5 separate regions of the Mus musculus genome follow, and all the other regions are linked to region 1. Evidence: chromatin contacts called from public Hi-C and HiChIP or PLAC-seq data. All regions are on one chromosome and are shown on one strand. The core of a region is the stretch at or near the end of the contact, and the rest is flanking DNA. Distances in the headings are between cores, read along the strand shown.

The links. A called contact is a pair of places that touch in the nucleus more often than the background predicts. HiChIP or PLAC-seq counts read pairs in DNA pulled down with a chosen protein or histone mark.
Region 2: a contact with region 1 is called in a Hi-C map of cerebellar granule neurons, with 1.8 times the contacts expected there. The contact joins the enhancer-like site here to the promoter of A730056A06Rik in region 1. A contact is called at or near these places in 13 of 39 promoter capture datasets (the 3T3-L1 cell line, 3T3-L1-derived adipocytes, the HPC-7 cell line and 8 more), 8 of 484 Hi-C or Micro-C datasets (adipose-derived mesenchymal stem cells, cerebellar granule neurons, cerebellum and 3 more), 9 of 115 datasets of contacts at active chromatin or transcription factors (craniofacial prominence, embryonic basal ganglia, embryonic forebrain and 6 more) and 1 of 9 other capture datasets (embryonic stem cells).
Region 3: a contact with region 1 is called in an H3K4me3 HiChIP or PLAC-seq map of neural tube, with 17 times the contacts expected there. The contact joins the enhancer-like site here to the promoter of A730056A06Rik in region 1. A contact is called at or near these places in 12 of 39 promoter capture datasets (the 3T3-L1 cell line, 3T3-L1-derived adipocytes, embryonic stem cells and 7 more) and 12 of 115 datasets of contacts at active chromatin or transcription factors (astrocytes, craniofacial prominence, embryonic basal ganglia and 8 more).
Region 4: a Hi-C map of epidermal suprabasal cells shows a contact between it and region 1, with 4 times the contacts expected there. The contact joins the enhancer-like site here to the promoter of A730056A06Rik in region 1. A contact is called at or near these places in 13 of 39 promoter capture datasets (the 3T3-L1 cell line, 3T3-L1-derived adipocytes, the C10 cell line and 8 more), 4 of 484 Hi-C or Micro-C datasets (embryonic retina, epidermal suprabasal cells and uterus), 8 of 115 datasets of contacts at active chromatin or transcription factors (embryonic basal ganglia, embryonic forebrain, embryonic hindbrain and 5 more) and 1 of 9 other capture datasets (embryonic stem cells).
Region 5: a contact with region 1 is called in a Hi-C map of muscle stem cells, with 5 times the contacts expected there. The contact joins the enhancer-like site here to the promoter of A730056A06Rik in region 1. A contact is called at or near these places in 11 of 39 promoter capture datasets (the 3T3-L1 cell line, the SN4741 cell line, cranial neural crest and 5 more), 1 of 15 datasets of contacts at CTCF or cohesin (embryonic stem cells), 6 of 484 Hi-C or Micro-C datasets (the C2C12 cell line, the HL-1 cell line, adipose-derived mesenchymal stem cells and 3 more), 11 of 115 datasets of contacts at active chromatin or transcription factors (astrocytes, craniofacial prominence, embryonic basal ganglia and 8 more) and 1 of 9 other capture datasets (embryonic stem cells).

The regions. Positions count from the first base shown.
Region 1 is chr7:73,374,399-73,377,714 of GRCm38.p6, forward strand. It overlaps A730056A06Rik (RIKEN cDNA A730056A06 gene), which reads right to left and starts at 1,376. Exons shown (of 2, transcript NR_040325.1): 1 at 1,119-1,376. Rgma (repulsive guidance molecule family member A) reads left to right here and starts at 1,122. Exons shown (of 4, transcript NM_177740.5): 1 at 1,122-1,490. The coding sequence starts at 1,477.
Region 2 is chr7:72,690,191-72,693,359 of GRCm38.p6, forward strand. No RefSeq gene overlaps it. Among named protein-coding and RNA genes, the nearest start is that of Gm36865, 130 kb to the right of the region's middle. Within about 2 kb of position 1,786, at least 30 of the 459 cell types and tissues checked have an H3K27ac peak or open chromatin away from gene starts, as enhancers often do. A contact at or near this core is called in cerebellar granule neurons and cerebellum, where this site is marked.
Region 3 is chr7:72,772,845-72,776,264 of GRCm38.p6, forward strand. The region is part of intron 3 of Gm36865 (a long non-coding RNA gene); the gene reads right to left. Among named protein-coding and RNA genes, the nearest start is that of Gm36865, 52 kb to the right of the region's middle. Within about 2 kb of position 1,342, at least 23 of the 459 cell types and tissues checked have an H3K27ac peak or open chromatin away from gene starts, as enhancers often do. A contact at or near this core is called in embryonic basal ganglia, embryonic forebrain, neural tube and 1 more, where this site is marked.
Region 4 is chr7:72,495,581-72,499,077 of GRCm38.p6, forward strand. No RefSeq gene overlaps it. Among named protein-coding and RNA genes, the nearest start is that of Gm39035, 190 kb to the left of the region's middle. Within about 2 kb of position 1,896, at least 25 of the 459 cell types and tissues checked have an H3K27ac peak or open chromatin away from gene starts, as enhancers often do. A contact at or near this core is called in epidermal suprabasal cells, where this site is marked.
Region 5 is chr7:72,834,194-72,837,632 of GRCm38.p6, forward strand. No RefSeq gene overlaps it. Among named protein-coding and RNA genes, the nearest start is that of Gm36865, 9.3 kb to the left of the region's middle. Within about 2 kb of position 2,023, at least 2 of the 459 cell types and tissues checked have an H3K27ac peak or open chromatin away from gene starts, as enhancers often do. A contact at or near this core is called in muscle stem cells, where this site is marked.

The DNA.
Region 1 (3,316 bases), core at 126-2,625:
TGAGGCTCAGCAGACCTAAAAGATTTGTCCAAGGTCGAGGCTAATTTTAGAAACGGGGCCAACTGCAAGGCCCAATCCCTTCCTGCTAAAAGCACATGGAGTTTATTTATAGCTCAGTTATAGACTAGTCTAATTCATTTGGCCAATAAACGCAGAACATTGAGTTCAAAACCACATCCCTTAAGACCACAGCATAAATAACGACGAGGGTCTTAATACGGACGATACCTTTTCATTAAATACAGAGTTCTCATCCTATCAAAATTCCAGCGCTTGGTTCAGATTAAGAGAAGATCGGGTCGTAACCCCTGTATAAAATATCCTGGCAGCGCTAACTGTTCAGTGATAATTTGAGTGTGAGCTGTGTGTCCCGGCTGACTTCACACCCCAGCTAGGGTTTCAGACCTATACGTGGTGTTGGGGTGAGACCCTGGAGATGAGCTGCTGGCGGCTGGCTGTGCTCTCCACTGTGTGCGTGAGCTGCATGAAGAATCCTTTTGAGAAGCCCGGAGTTTCCTCTGGCAATCTATGCGAGAAGGGTGCGGGGCGGGGGAGGAAGACGCTGTGACCGGAGGTTACCTCTGAGCTGGACTGCAGAGGGAGGGGTGGGGGAGTACAAGACAGTCTGTTTACTCCAGACTGCGTGTATTCGCGCACTGTGCATGCAATATACATATTATTTATTTTTTCCAATAAGATTCTAAATAGGAGTAAAATCCCTATAGAACAAAGGTGACTTTCGGCAGATGTCAATATTTATCCACGATTGGAAACCTCTAACCACCGTAGGCTCCCAGGTTGAAAACGTGGACTCCAAGCCACCTGGCTCAGGGTTAAGAAAGTTGGATGCGTTAGCGGAAGGGAGGGTCGCTGCACTTGCTGCTCGAACCCTGGGATCGCGAGCCCGCAGGGAGAGTGTGCGCTTTCTGCAGGCTCACCCCCTACGTCCTCACACACCCACTAGCGCGGATCAGCAAGGGTGGGACCGCGGCGGGGCGGGGCCTTTGGAGCCCAGACCCCACCCCTCCCCCTCCCTCTGCTCCGCTCCGCCCGCGCTCGCCCCCCCGCCCGCTCCCGGGGTGCCCGGCCCGCCCCCTCCCTGCCGCGCGCAAACGAACCTCGCGACGCCGCGCTCAGCGGTGGCGGTGGCGGCGACAGGCCGGGCGAGGCAGCAGGTTAGCCCGGGCCGCCCTACTCTGCAGGCGTCTCGGAACTGCAAGCTACGCCGCCCGAGCCCTGCGCCCGGGAAGCACTGGCCAGCCGGCCGCTCCTGAGGCTCGCTCCTCCAGGCGCTCGCAGGCATGCAGCCGGGGAGCAGGCGGAGCGCCCCGGGTCGCTACTGAGTCCGCTGAGCTGCGGGGACCAGCGCCAGCCGGGCCCCTCCCACCTCACCCAGGGGCCCACGAGCGACCGCCCTACACCTAGTCTTCGCGCGCAGCCCCGCCAGCGCCAACCCCCCGCGGGCTGGAGGGGCTCATGCAGCCGCCAAGGTAAGCGCGGACAGCGGGGGCACGGGGTCCTGAGGTCCCCAAGGCGCTGCGGACACTTGCGCTCCGCCGCCTCACTGATTAGTGGCTCCCCCAACCCGGTGTCTCATCTCACACACTTAGGGTTTTGCCTCGGATGACTCGCCTTCGCACTTGGCAGCAGGAAAGTTTTGTGGTTTGGTGTTTTTTCTTTTCCCCCAGCCCCCTAAGATGCTGCCATGAGGGCAGTAGGCGCTGCGCGTGGCTGGGCAGACCCGGCGCCTGTCCCACCCACTGTGTACCGCCTGGAGCTCTCTCTCCTGCGCGGCCACCTCTTCCGGAGGCGAGAGCCCCCCTGACCCACAGAGCTCTTGACAGATCTGATCACCCCGCTGACCCACGGTGAAACCGGATTCTCTCACTTAACCCAGGCCCGGGTTGCAGAAGCTGGAAATGAACGCACCTGCCCCGGGGCCGTCGGCATTGTACATTGTACAGTGTGAGTGACCCTTGCTTAGGAGCGTCCGGTGTGCTAGACTTGGGGTGGTGGCTAAGGGGCAAGGGTCCCAAAAGGTCCGACGTTCCTAAGAGGAAGGCAAGGCACCACGAGGACTCAGCGCCTGACTTGAGCCATGGCTCATCCCTGAGTGTTAACTAGGGGTAGAGGGACAGGTGTATTGGGGGACCGGTGCAAATATGAATGACACTTGGATGCAACTCTTGATTGCATCTTACTAGAGTAGTTGCATTAGATTTTCTCGACGAGGGAGTCAGTTTCCTGAGACTGGAACTTTAATGGGAGCCTGTGTGCTGTTATTATGTGGTGTGGTTTCGGAAGGCGTTGGATTGTATTTATTTTATAAATTGGGTGTCTTGAAGCGGATGGATTAGGGGAAATATCGCCATCTAGCGGAAATGGTGATCTGTACCTTCCTCACAAGCCATGAAGTTGGGCGTTCTCAAAGTTCCCCTATATGAGGAGATGGAGAGATGGGAACTAGCCAACGTGTCCAGAAAGACTGTTTCTCTAGTGCTCAGGCCATCCTGTAAGCGGGGCTTGAGCACCCGCTGCCCGGAGCTTAGCTCTCAGGACCGAATGACGAATTGTATTAGTGGCAGGATATCACCTCCAGGACTGCCATTCCCTTCTGTGTAGTTTTGGGTTCTTCTAGCAAAAATAAAGTAAACGGTCACCTGCCTTTGTCCCTAGGCATCTGGTCCAGGGATCTGGCAAGCCTGTCACGGTCACTTTACTACTCTCTAGTTCATCTGTACCTATATAGTGATTTGTGAAGTTAATGTTAAGCCCTGACTCTTAGAAAAGAGATTAGATGCTAAAGTGTGCTCTTAGGGTAACTGAAGAACGGGAAAGAGCGTCATGCCATCTCCACTGAAAGGGAACAGTGTACCCCCAAATGGCCTCTTGGTTTTTTTGTTTGTTTGTTTGGTTGGTTTTGTTTTGTTTTTTGTTTTTTGTTTTTTTCACACACACAAGGGGAAGAATTTCTGCTGTTCAGGCAGGCCTACTTCCCGGAATGACTGACAGGCAGGATGGCAGCAGTTGGACAAAGGCTCTGGGTGGGGCACCCACGCATCCCGGCGGGCAGGCTGCACGTTCTTTAATGGCTGGATTTGCTGCCACCTTCCAGGCCTGCGGATACTAGCAGGGAATGAGTTCTCTGTGTGAAGGGCGCTCCGGCTCCTTGGAGGGCATCCTGGCTTTCTGCCTGTGATAAAGCGCTTTCTCCGAGAGGCTCCTCTGGGCTTCAGTGGTAGTAAGCAGGGATCCGGCCTCTTTCTTTGCTCTTTTCTCGTAGGTCTTATGTGTCCCAGGCTGTTATTTACTTGTC
Region 2 (3,169 bases), core at 536-3,035, 680 kb before region 1:
TCCTGCTATGTCTGAGAGTTGCTGTTTCTTGGTGCCATGTATCTCCTCTGCCTTTTACAATCTTTCAGCCTCCTCTGCCACATAGCTCTCTGAGCCCCAGGGAAAAGAGTGGACAGAGAATCCATAATTTGAGTACTGGGTGGCATCCTAGCCTTTATTTCAAGAGCTAGATTTGGCTTGTAACTCATAAAGAAAAGGACCCTGTTGAGTGCTCAACCCATTCCAACTGCCTCTTTTATCCTTTGTTCTCCTTTCTGATTTCCCAAGATCTTCCTCTCATTTTTCTCTCTATTTGAGGCACTTCTATTAACAAATCTCGAATGCTTATGGATTGGAGATTACTCTTGTGATAATCACTATAATGCCCAAAGCTTCAGATTCCATGTAATCACCATCAAAATTCCAAAAATGTATTTCGCTGATGTAAAAAAAATAAATAAATAAATAAAAATCCTAATTACAATGGAAGTGAATAGGGTACTGAGTAGCCATCACAATAATTAGCCTATAGAACAATATGGGGACATCACCATACTTGATTTCAAGTTATGCTATAGAGCCATAGTAATGAGGAATAGCAATCTTCGGAAAGTACTGGCATAGAACAGGGGCTCCATGGAGACACCCGTACAATCACAAGCACCTCATTTTGGCTGGATGTCAAGGACATACATTGGAGAAAAGACTGGCAGAGGCAGCAATTTCAGAATTTAGATGCTACTTCTCATTATGTGTGGTACTTTTATGGTTTAAAAGGTTGGGGACTGCTGGGTATGATGTCTCATGAGGCTGTGCATTCTGGGAACTATTGCTTTCTCTCAAAGTACCACAAAACCATAACCCACATAGTATGCAATACTTCTAAGTATTGTCAGTGTATTTCTGCTGCATTTTTCAAAACCTGACTACATACACAAAGTATGAGGAAGAATATTATGAGATCTAGCCTCTCCCTGGTTCCCTAACCCATTAACTCTAAGCTCCGTTCAAATAATAAAATGGCATTGCTATTTGTAAACAATAGGTGCCTGTTGTGCTCATTAGTCCACACAAAGATTGGCACCAGACAAAACTAATGTATCCTGAGCATGTTTCAGATTCTAGACATCATGGTAATTTCTATCATTTTAAATGAGGGCACCATCTTCGAGATGAGTAAGGGGCCAGAAATGTCCATAGCCTGAGTGACATGAAGCAGAAAGTCAGTCACACCTGCTAAAGCTTTGCCACCTCTCAGCAGGAAGAAATACAGTCAATCTGTTCCATTCACTAGACATTGAAAAATCACATGGTGTTTACTGTAATGGAGTCATGAGGAGGAAGAAGGAAAGGGCATTCAATTCCTGCCACAGGTGACAACTGAAGAATGGGAATAAAAAAAAGGAGGCTTCCAGAGAGTCCCTAGCAGCAGGAGCTGATGCCCTTCAGTCAGATCCACTTATTCCGAATGCTGCTTGTGGTGAAAGATGGTTGCCAGGTTAAGCATCGTGCCATCTGCTTCCAGACTCGATAAAAAGAGAGCAAAACAAGATAAAGGGAATTTTTGAAGCTTAAAATCTGCATGAATGGCTCATACTTTACTTATGTTGTGTAAGCTTTCACTTCGCCACCACAGAATGTCACCTTTACAGCTCATGAATCCAAGATCTTTTGCTCAAAAAAAAAAAAAAAAAAAAAAAAGGATTGCCAGATAAGATACAGTTCACCCAAAACCAACACCCAGTAGCATCGAAGATGCCTGTGCTTTCTGGAGCATTCTTCGCAGGAACACCCTTTGCTACTCGGTGGGTTGGAGGAGAAAGGGGGCTGTGTTAGTCACCAAGGCCAGTTAGTGCCTGTGCATTCTGGTTCTTCCCCGAGTTTAACATCCGGGATTGAAAAGATGCCAGACACCGTGGAGGAAACGCTAATCCCTCTGAATGTGTTCCTGTAGAATTTAGTGCTGACTCAACAGATAGGTACCAACACGTCCTGTACAATGCGGGTGGAAGGAGGAGAAATCAGAAGGAACATTTATAAAAATGCTTTGAAGCATTTATTTCTACATAAATGTGAAATGAAATGGTTTAAGTCAGACCTCACTTCCCAAGTAAGTATTACAAAGGGGCTCTGTCATCAGGCTTCCTGGATAACACATCATGACATGGGGAATAGGCGTCTCTAGGCGGTACATGATTCATACTTCTCATTGATGAATCTAAGCCTTGGTTTTTAATTTTTCAAGTTACAAGGAAAAAGGAAGTAGAGAGTAAACTGACATCAAACATCAAACTCAGTGTTCCCCAAGACTTTCTTGGCTGCTGAGCCCAGATACACCAGTGTATTTGTCAGAATATTTTGGTTGAAAAGACTCAAATTAAAATGTCAATATATCAGTGACATGCCACAGCAGGCCCCAGGACCAAGAAGAGTTCCTCAATGCAAAATAAATATGATGTTTTTGTGTGCCTTTTTTGGTTTTGTTTTGGTACTTGTTTTGTTTTTGTTTGTTTTTAAATCTAGGTTGTTAATTTATTTGTTTATGAGAATGTGGAAAGAATATGAAATTGGTTGGGTAAGTTCCAGGAGGAGTTGGGGGAGGAAAAGAGTATGCTTATCAGCTGCATGAGTTTTCTAGTGGATTCTTTAGAGTCTTATATTCAGAATCATATCTTCAAATAACGATCCTTTCACTTTTTCGCTTTCCTACCTGTACTTTATCTATTTCATTTTTCTTATTGTTCTGGCTAAGAACTCAAATACTATATTGAACAGAAATGGAAAATTCGGGTATTCTTCCTCAGCTGCTAGCTGTCATAGTGCTGGAAGATTCTAGGTGCACAACAGAAGGAGCAAAGTAGGCATTAGCCTCATCCACTTGTGAACCCTGCAAGCCAAAATAATAAGTCAGTTACGGTGACTTACACAATAGTGGCCTGAATGTTATAAAAACAATCAAATACTTTCTTCATGACTTTAAGGCTTGCACTGTAGGATGAAACCCATACTGTTAATCAAACCAAGAACCAATAGCTAAATAAGTCAGAGGCCTGATGGTAGAATCTATTACAATCCTGCTAAATAGAAATACTATTAATCCTTCTTGCTATGTCCAGAGATTCATGCATTTCTCAGCTCTCACAAGAGAGGCTTCCTCTTGCAGTAGACAGCTGTTAATACAGAGCTCCAT
Region 3 (3,420 bases), core at 92-2,591, 600 kb before region 1:
AAGTACCCAAGGAGCTAAACCCTACAGGTGGACTTCTTATTTGGGCCTCTGGGTCGCTGAAGGCTGAAATGGAGCTCTAGTCTGTTGATGAAGAATCTCTCAAAATATGATGAGTTTGGTTGCAGGGTTAGCAAACAAATGAGCTTGGGGAGCCGAACCCACAAACACCTGCATTTCTGTGTAAGCAACACAGACATGAGTGTGGAGGAAAACACAGCTAAAGCAATAAAGATGTCTAAAACCACATGCCAGAGAAAGAAATTGGAAAGGTAACTCAAATATTATGTTTGCTGCTTAGAAGGAAAGTGGAAGGTCAGACTTGAAGATGAGAATGTCAGAACCCAGAGTCCATCCTGCTTTCCAAAAGGGTCTAGACCAAGGGTTGTATGCATTTAGAGCACTGTAAACATATTCAGAGAAATCTAGAGGGCAATAAGAAAGGTAAAGCAGGGAAGGTGGGCATAAAATAAATAGGTGTGATGAACTTATGCTGAGGACTAGTGTGGTTCAGTCCCACCTCTGTTCAGCTAGCAGAAAATAAACTCTTCCTTACAATTCCTTCCCGGGAGCAGTTGAAGAGAGCAGGTGACCTAACCCAGCATCCTTCTGGCCAACATTGCCTTTCAACACTAATGCACCTGTACTTATGAGCTCAATGTCACTTCTGCAGGAATCTCATGCTACAGAAGACAGAAAGAAAAGCCTATGAAATAGATCCTGAAAAATGCCCTAATACAAATAAAAACATGGAACTCATTATTGCCAAATATGACTTTTTAGACCGGTACCTCAAATGGCCTTGATTTCTGCATAGCAAAGCAATTTGTTAATAGTACAGACCTCTTCTCTGCTAGATAGTCAGTTCTCTTGATTCCATATAGTAACACAGATAAGCATATGGAAAAGATATTGCCTAAAAGTTGATAATTAGGAGGATCCTGGGATGAGACTCACTTACTCTCTCTGATGTTATCATTGAGAAATTATACAGAAAAAGAGCAATGGTCACTAGATTGACTGAGTCCTCTCTTGGCCATTCTTTTCTGTTAGAATGTATCCAGTCACAATAATGATCAGAAAGAACCATGGCTTCTTGGGCTTTCTGATATGAGCCTCTGTGATGGTTAATCTATCTCTATTACCAGCTGGAGATCAAGAAATGTGTGTGAGGGGTGTATGTGTGTGTGTGTGTGTGTGTGTGTGTGTGTGTGTGTGTGTGTGTGTGTGAGAGAGAGAATGTGTTTGACAGCCATCTATTGCTTATGCACTTAGTCCCTTGAATACATTCACTTTCTATAAGCCTTATTTTTCAAAGAAACTAGAAGACAAATGTTACTAGGATTTAAATGGTAATGTGGGCATGGATTGCACAGTCATTGCACAGCTGCACCTGGGTCTCCCGGGTTACAATACCCGTGTGTGTGTGTGTGTGTGTGTGTGTGTGTGTGTGTGTGTGTCTGTGTGTGTGTGTCTGTGTGTAATGGGGACATGTTGGGGAAGAAAGGTGAAAATATCTGCAAAGAACAAATGCAACAAACCCCCATCTCTTCTGCTTTTCTCTCAAAGGATGAGCTTAAGAGACTAAGTTTTCCCTGCCCACAGCAGCCTGCCCTTGCTTCTCCATGTTATTGGGCTCTCAAGAAGTAGCATACTCCATAGCAACCCCTCGCCTGGCCTGGGAAGAGGCCTGTACTGAATACTAAAGCCCCTGACTGGCAGCATGCATTATTCATCCTAATCATCCTTTCTGTTGTTAATGGCCTGTAAATAGTTGCTTCTGACAAGAACATTTAACACCAGCACCTAAGGGGAGGCAGGGGAGGGGAGAGAATGCAGATCATGAGAGATGAGCCTTGGGAACTGTCTGAGGCTGACTTATGACAGCAGGATGCTGGGCTGCAGAGGCTGACAAGGAGGCTAGGAGTCCAGGAAGCACTGGGGAGAGTCAAGCCCACGGGGCAGCAGACAAGACAAACTGCAGTGATGCATTGTGGGATGTTACTGTGTGGACATTAAAGGTCCTCCAAAGTTCCATATGCTAAAGGCTTAGTCGCCAGCCATGTGGTGCTTTGGGGAGGTGGTGAGCAGGCCCAGAAGGGGATGTTGGAAACCTGCTCCTATTCTTCTTTCCTTCCGCCCTCTCCCCAGCCCCAACCTCCCTGTTCTCCTCTCTTCCCTCCATCTTTCTCTTTCTCTTCTCTTCCTTTGCCCTCTGCCTCTACCTTTCCCTTTATTCCCCTCCTCCACACCCCCTCTTTCTTCCTCTTCCCACCCTACCTCTCCTCCCTTTCTCTCTTTCTACGTCCCCTTTCCCCCTCCTTCCCACGAGGTGAGGAACTTTGTGCAGCCAAATACTCTCACCATGATATCCTGCCTCACCACAAGCCATAGGACCAAACGACCATGGGCTAAAACCATTGACTCTGTGAGCCAAAATATACCCTTTGTTCTTTTAAGTTTATTCTGTCTAGTATTTTGTTCCAGTTCTAGAAACATAACTCAAGGTTAGCAGAGATGTGTGCAAAAATTGCCTGTGGAGATACCCGGTCCTTATCTGCAGCGCCTTCAGAACCCCTCCCTCTCTTGCTTCCTCTCACCTCTCTTGAGCTCCTGACAAACTGGATTTCTGTTTTCATTTCATCTCCTATGGCCCACAGAATCTGTCACCATCTGTGCCCAGAGGGAAAGGACCCACTTACTGGGTGCTGCATCTCTAAACAGGGTTTTCTAACCCTTAGTTTCTCCCTTCAGCTTTAGAATGTATTTATCCTCACCTTGTTCATGAGAATTGAATGGGAAAATGTAAGTAAACCTCATGATAAATACTCAGAAGATATCTGATAATAAGGTTCTACCCTTGCCCATTTTTCTGACCTAGGACTTAGAAATGGTCCCCACATGAAAAGTGTCTAGAGAAAGCCACACAGATGGTAGTTGAAAGAGCAAGCAAGGACAAGCTTAGATGGAGAAAGCCATTTGTCATGTCCAGATGTCCAAACGCACATAAGTACATTGATTTCTCTAAAAGTAAGGTAAAGAGGAGAATTATGGCCAGAAGAGAAATGTAGCATAAAAATTCCTGGCTTAAAGAGAGAAAGGAAAGCCAGTCCCGGTGGGGCGGGGATATGGTCCTTTCTACCTGGGAGGTTGAAGCAGGAGGATCACATGTTCAAGGCTTGCCTAGACTACACAAAGAGTTCAAGCCCCACCTGAATAACTAAGTAATAAAGAAATAATGAGGGCTGAGGACAGAGCCCAGTGACAGAGCATTTGCCTGGCAAATGTGGGACCCTCCTTTAAGTCCCACTCTGAAGGATGTTTGAATGGAATCCTTCATGCTGTCTAGGGTGTGGCTCCTACTTAAAGGACCTACAGCTGCCAGTCTCCTTTCATTATTTCTGGGATGACTTGGTAGGTTTA
Region 4 (3,497 bases), core at 646-3,145, 880 kb before region 1:
ATTTGCATTACATTTCCAGTAACAGTAGATCTCAGGTCATTATTTCACATACATATCACCTAACATTTCACAAAGCAAGAAACAGAGTGGTCTGATACTTAAATAGAATAATAGTCTCCCTTTAGCCCAGATTCTCCCAAGAAGCAGTGTTTGAGACAAGTCAAGACTCACATTTGGAGGCAAGCACTTTGTTTTTAGGAGTGAAGCTTAAAGGAAAGAGGAGGAAAGCGTGAAGAGAAAAGCCCATTCCAAGAGTGAGTGTGCTTTGAAGTGGTTTGTAATGAAGAGGCTGAGGCCAGACCACTGCAAAGATAGTTCAGCAGTGTGAAAAAATTAAGCACACTTCAGACCCATGTCCAAGTTAGACTGGAGATGAAACATGCAGCCCATAGTTGCTCAAGAGTACATTGACTTCCCTCACTCTGGGTGTATGTACAGGCAAAAGTGGCGGAACAATAGCAACCAATCTAGGCTGTGGTTGGGTGTATCATTGAGCTAGTCATGAGAATGAGACACCCGGTTGAGCTGAGATACACTGGCAACAGGTCCACCTGCGCATGGGAGGCTGCTCTATTCATCCCTTCTAGCAAACAGTGAGCTAAACATGAGGAACAGCCCGGGAAGTCGGATATGTCATTTCTTAAATTCTTTAATAATGAACACTATCAAAGCAAAGGACTGTGGGTTTTTTCAAGCTCATGAATTATAAATATTCTAACATGGTAGTTCTTTTTCCTTTTCCTTTTTTTTTTTTTAATCCTGACTCTGTTTATGCCTGCCCCATCTCGTCTCCTCCCAGCCTGATGTGAAACATTTGTCCCTTTGTGGATAACATCTAAAACTTGGAAAGTACCCACAAAATATAAAAGCAAGTTAAAATAAATACGCTATGATGCAAAATGACCCATTACAACTTTGCCTGGGCATTGTTTACTGGGTAACTGGAGAGAGTCTTGCTGGACATTGAGCAGATTACAGAGTTGCCATGGAAAGGTCTCTGAAGCAGGGTTGCTTTGATTTCAATTTGGTGATACCATAAGCTATAGCTGGAGCTGGCTGAGAAGTATAAGATGCGCCTCCTGTGCTTTCTTAACATATGCACCGTGAGTCATGTCTCCTGATGCTAGATGACCTCAGAGGTCCTTCTCTGGTCTAATTTTGCCTTCCTTCCTCAACTTCCTTCTGCCTCTTCCTTTCTTCCATTACTCTACTTTTCCATACATGGAAAGACAGAAGGAGCGTGTCTGGTATGTGTAAATAAATGTGTGTGTGTGTTACTGTTTTTCTTTCTTCTTTTGTTTTATTTCCTTCCTGTCTCCGTTTGTTTCTTTTAAATGTTCATGTTACAGGTTGAACTCAGTCTTGCATGTGCTAGTCCAACACTGCCACGGAGCAGCCCTCTCAGCCCCTAGTATAGCTGCGTTTTTTATTCACAAGCTCTGGCTGAGAACTGCTGGCATGAACTTGTGCTTTCAGCTCTGGGTTTTTACCTAGGCCTTGATCTTGGTGAGACCATAGACCCTGGAGTTTGTCAGCCTGGGTTTGTGTCCTGCCATTACCACTTATACACACTATCAATTTCCCTTATCATTATTGTGAAACCTAAATGAAGTAACGTATAGGAACGGCAGGGCATTGTATGAGAAACTGAAGATCCAATACACGATAAATCATTGTCCTGATTCAGTATTGTTCTCAATTTGCATTTTAATCTCATCCTTAGATGTTATCTAAGAGCTTAACAATAAATGCCAAGATGAGATTACTGGGAACACAGGAGCTGTAAATCAGTCTTGTCAGCCAGTTTGAAACTGATGCTCTTTGACCCATACTGCAATAGCTGAGTGTGCAGAGACTTGCAGACAGAAACAAGTCTGAGCAGGTGTTGTTAACAACAGATACGGGCAACAGAAGCAATCTTTAGAAGCCTGGAAGCAAAACCCTCAGACTTAGCACAGTCAGCAGCTCAAATCCAGGGAGCAAGATCGCCAGACAGGAATCATTCTTTACTGAATTTCTCAAAGTCAGACACACAGCAACAAGGGTGTGTGTGTGTGGCTTGTGTGTGTGGTATATGTGTTTGTGTGGTATGGGGGTGTGTTCGTGTGTGTGTGTTTGTGTATGTGTGTGTGTGTGTGTTTGTGTATGTGTGTGTATGTGTGTGTGTTTGTGTATGTGTATGTTTGTGTATGTGTGTGTGTTTGTGTATGTGTGTGTGTTTGTGTATGTGTGTGTTTGGGTATGTGTGTGTGTGAGTATGTGTGTGTGTTTGTGTATGTGTGTATATGTGTATATGTGTGTGTATGTTTGTATGTGTGTGTATGTGTGTGTGTGTTTGTGTATGTGTGTGAGTATGTGTTTGTGTTTGTGTATGTGTGTGAGTATGTGTTTTTGTTTGTGTGTATGTGTATGACTATGTATTTGTGTATGTGTGTGTATGTGTATATGTGTGTGTGTTTGTATGTGTGTGTGTATGTGTGTGTTTGTGTATGTATGTGTATGTATGTATATGTGTATGTGTGTGTTTGTGTATGTGTGTGTGTGTATGTGTATGTGTGTGTGTATGTGTGTGTGGTCTGTATGTGTATGTGTGTGTGTGTTTGTATATATGTATGTGTGTGTGTGTTTGTGTATGTGTGTGTGTTTGTGTATGTGTGTGAGTATGTGTGTGTGTATGTGTGTGAGTATGTGTTTGTGTATGTGTGTGTATGTGTATATGTGTGTGTTTGTATGTGTGTGTGTGTATGTGTGTGTGTATGTATGTGTATGTATGTATGTGTGTATGTGTGTGTGTATGTGTGTGTGTATGTGTGTGTGTGTGTGTGTATGTGTGTGTGGTGTGTATGTGTATGTGTGTGTGTGTTTGTGTATGTGTGTGTGTATGTGTATGTGTGTGTGTGTGTGTGTGTGTGTGTGTGTGTGTGTGTGTGTTTAAATAAGTGGTGTGGTGGTGGTGGTTGAGATCATACTCACTTCCCAGTCCTCCCAGGTTTGAAGAAGAAGAGGAGAAAGAAGAGGAAAAGGAAAAATGAGTTCTCTTTGTGTTGTCCACACACTCACTGGAGCATGGTCATACTCCCAGTGGCCAGCCCCTTAAAGAAAATGGAGTCCTTTCTCACCCGCACCCCTGCCAGAAGCCATCAACTGTGGAGAGCTACACTTTGACGTCCTTGTCACAAATTTTTAAGACTTCTCTTCTGTGGTTTCCTATGTAGGCTGTGTGGTGGGGGAGGGGTAGTGGTTGTCACAGAAGCCTTCTCTGTCCCTCTTTCTCAATTGTGAAAGAGAGACATAGAGCAAGCTTACCTGAACACAGACATCACAGTATTAAAGTCCAAATATAGGTACACGTACAGTTAAATCTGATTGGAAAGCTCCCCTCAGATCTGCTCTCGGCCAGGCCTATTTTATCCTCCCCAGCAGCCCAGGAAGCATTTCCTAACCAGCTTCTGCTCTCCCAATTCAAATCAATCCTGGCCAGAGCCACCACACACCCA
Region 5 (3,439 bases), core at 773-3,272, 540 kb before region 1:
CAAAGATAATGACTGGGATTGGGGAGGGGGAGAGAGATTTTCACCCAATTGCCAATTTATTTGATAATCGTCTAAAAGTACCAAAAGAAAGACCAAGGCTGAGAAGACAGAAGATAACACAAGAGATGAGCATGGGAAACTTAGCTGATGTTGTGTTTCTTATATTTTAAATTATTTCTCAATTTTAAAAAGTTCAAATTTTGGACAAGGTGGGATTAAAACCTGACCACACCCCAAGCCAGTTATGCCAGGACACCTCACACATTTTCAATAATTATACAAAATAAACATAGCGTCCTGCAATAAATGTGTCCATTTCACATATTTACTAAATGGATTCTCAAGTATTCATTAGAGTCAGAGATACATGGGTAGAAGCATTGCAGAGGGAACCAGCTGTCTGTCCAGGTGTCCTGAAAGTATGATATCACAAGTCAGGGCAGCCTCATGATATCATTCTTTCAGTTACATGCTAAGTGCATATCTGTGCCCAGCCCTGGGCTGGATGGTTGATACTCCACTGTGGGTACTGTGGAAAACCATTTTATCTTTTCTTTACTGGAAAGTCAATGCTGCCAGTTCCTCCTAAGTCTCCCAGTAGATTAGACCAAGTTAGCACTTGGCAACTTGGAGGGCTATGGAACACAGAAGCTAAACAACAGAACAAGAAGCCTAACATGACTTTCATCTGATCCAGACATTGGCAAGCTATGTTCCACATGCCAAATCCAGCCTGCTGCCCGTTTCTCACGTCCAGCAAACTAAGTGTAAAATGTGAAGACAATTGATCTTCAGAGAACAGTTGCCTGATCTTGCCTTTTGGCACACAAACAGAAGACAATAATTACTAGCTGGCTTTATTATTTTTAAAGCCTAAACACTAGACTAGCCATAGTGAGACCACGTGGCTATCTGAAGAATTGTTGTTATCTCAGTGCGTCCATCTCTTGAACTTGGACAAGTTTCTAGGAGTAATGTCATCAAACTCCAGCTCTGACTCTTTCCTTTGCCAGAGTACAAGGAATGGGTATTTGCATTTTCCCCAACAATCTCATCAGCTTTCCAAGCTAGTGCTCCAATAGTTCAGTCCTAAGCATCCTGTGCTTTCAGCAGGTTTCTATAAACCCTGCCACTTACACTGTGCACTCTAGGCTTCCTCAAGAAAGGAATTGTACACAAAAAGAAAATGAGTAAATATTCCTAGCCTTTCAGGAATGGAGACAGATCTTGGTTATAGCCACTTAATCCCACTACTGTGTTCTGCAAATAGCAACAGGAACTGATGAGGGTCTGGACCTTTGTCTCATTAGTTAAGAACTTACACTGCTCTTGTAGAGGACCACACTTCATTTCCCAGAACCCATGCTAGAGGGCTCACAACCACACATAACTACAGTTCATAAAGAGCTAACACCCTCTTCTGGCCACTGCAGGCATTACACTCAGGCACAAACACACAGATAAACACAGATACACGTGCTGAAAACTAAAAATTAATTCTTTCAACAATATCTGAAAATGACCCTGTCAGGGTATGTTCCAACAAAGCCTTATTTACTGGAACTAGAAAGCAGGCTGGCTCTGGCCTATGACTGCCAAACCCTGACCTAAGTTGTTCTTAGCTGTTCCAACTCAAGTTTGTATCATATGTAGGAATTTCATTTTCTATTAAAAATTTTTAAAAATTGGAGGCATGTGAAATGGTACTGTCTTAAATAGATGCACAGGTGATATAATCAATCAAGTATAGCTTAGGGGAGAAACTTATGTAGCCCCTCACATAGCACAGATTAAGTTGAATCCCCCAAAATATATTTGAATCTTGAATCTTCCCAATGACCACAAGATCCTTCACTTTTGTATCAGTGAGATTGATGTCAGAGTCACCTTGAGCAAGCAGGACATTCGTCAAGCATGTTTTCTCTGTTGCACAATCCGTAGCATTTTCATCTAGAAAGACTTTCTGCATAAAACAGTTTGTGCTGCCTCTGAGGCATTTTAGCTTGTGGCCTATGAAGGGCACTACTCTGGCATGCCCAGCTAGGGTGTCGCTTTCCACCAGGGCCAGTCAGAATGTTCTCTAGAGCTTCTCCTGAATTTCAGTTTTGAAACGCTTGACCAAATGAGTCACAAGACCCAAATGAGGTCAGAAAAATCTTTGGGGTCATGCTCCTTCCTAATAGATGAGCTGCAATGGAAACCACTCAGAGCTGACATTCCAGAGGAATGTATCCCGTGTTTCTAATCATTAAAGTCAAAATTATAATAGATAGCACTCAGCTCCCCTGTTCGTGAGTTTTAACTCTTCAGAGGTCATTGTAGACGCAGCCTATTAAATAATGCAAGCCAGACAATGCTGACTGAATCAAACCCGAAATGTCACTCTGGGTTTAAATTGATTTTCTTATGTGAGGACCTCTTTGCTTGCAAATCAGAATGGCCTTATATTCTCACATCTGAAGGAGGAGGTTGGCTTTCGCAGGATTAATTTTAACAATGCCGATTGATGCGAAGGTTTGTGTTGGGTCATGGAATGGCCTTCTCTCCAGGACTTGAATTATTCATAAGCATTCCTGTGTGTTGTCTTTCTTTCCTGACAATACAGACAATGGCAATGGGGGAGAAGCTAGCCAGCTGCACACACTTTACCTTCTTGAACACACTAGCCAGTAGAAGTGGGTGGGTTTGAAGTGGGTGTATTAATTACAGGAATTTAGATGAATAACTCTTGAAACTAAATAACTAATAGCTGAAGGTGATCTAGTGACAAGCTGTGTTTTCCCACATAGATACATCTCATTTTGTCTCTCCCCTAACCATCTCTTGGAGGGTATTAACCAACAGCTCACTCACAGGAACAAACAACTCTATCTCTGAGCTGCAAACCCCAGCAAGCTGTGTGCACTTTATGCAAAGGTAAGAGGTTGTAAACATGCCAGGTACCAACCTTCCATCGTTGTGATCATGAATACAATTGTTTTGGCAGCCTCTTGAATGACCCAAGATTTAAAGAGCACCTGGAGATGAGCAGGTATACCATCAGGAAGGTACAACCCAAGAAAACCTGTACAACTCCAGCCTACCCCTCTAGGCTCCGACACTGGGGTGCATCCCGCACAGAACTCCAGACTGTTCTTCTAGAAAACCAACAAAGTCAAGGCTCTTTTTCAGTTTTCAGATAAGAATTTTAGATGCAGAGCATTTTCTTTGAGGGAAGCATCCCCTGCATCAGGGAGAAGTCAGACTGCTGCACTGAAGTGGGTACAGAAAAGGAGATAATTTCCTGGGGACTGAGAAAGCCTAGGTATGCTTCCTGACCTCTGTGATGTACACAGCTCTCTTTGTCCAGGGTAGGAGAGAATGGTGAATATCAGGAAACACAAAGAAGAACCGATTCTCAGATTATTGGATACCAAATGTAATTGCTAAAACTAATCTT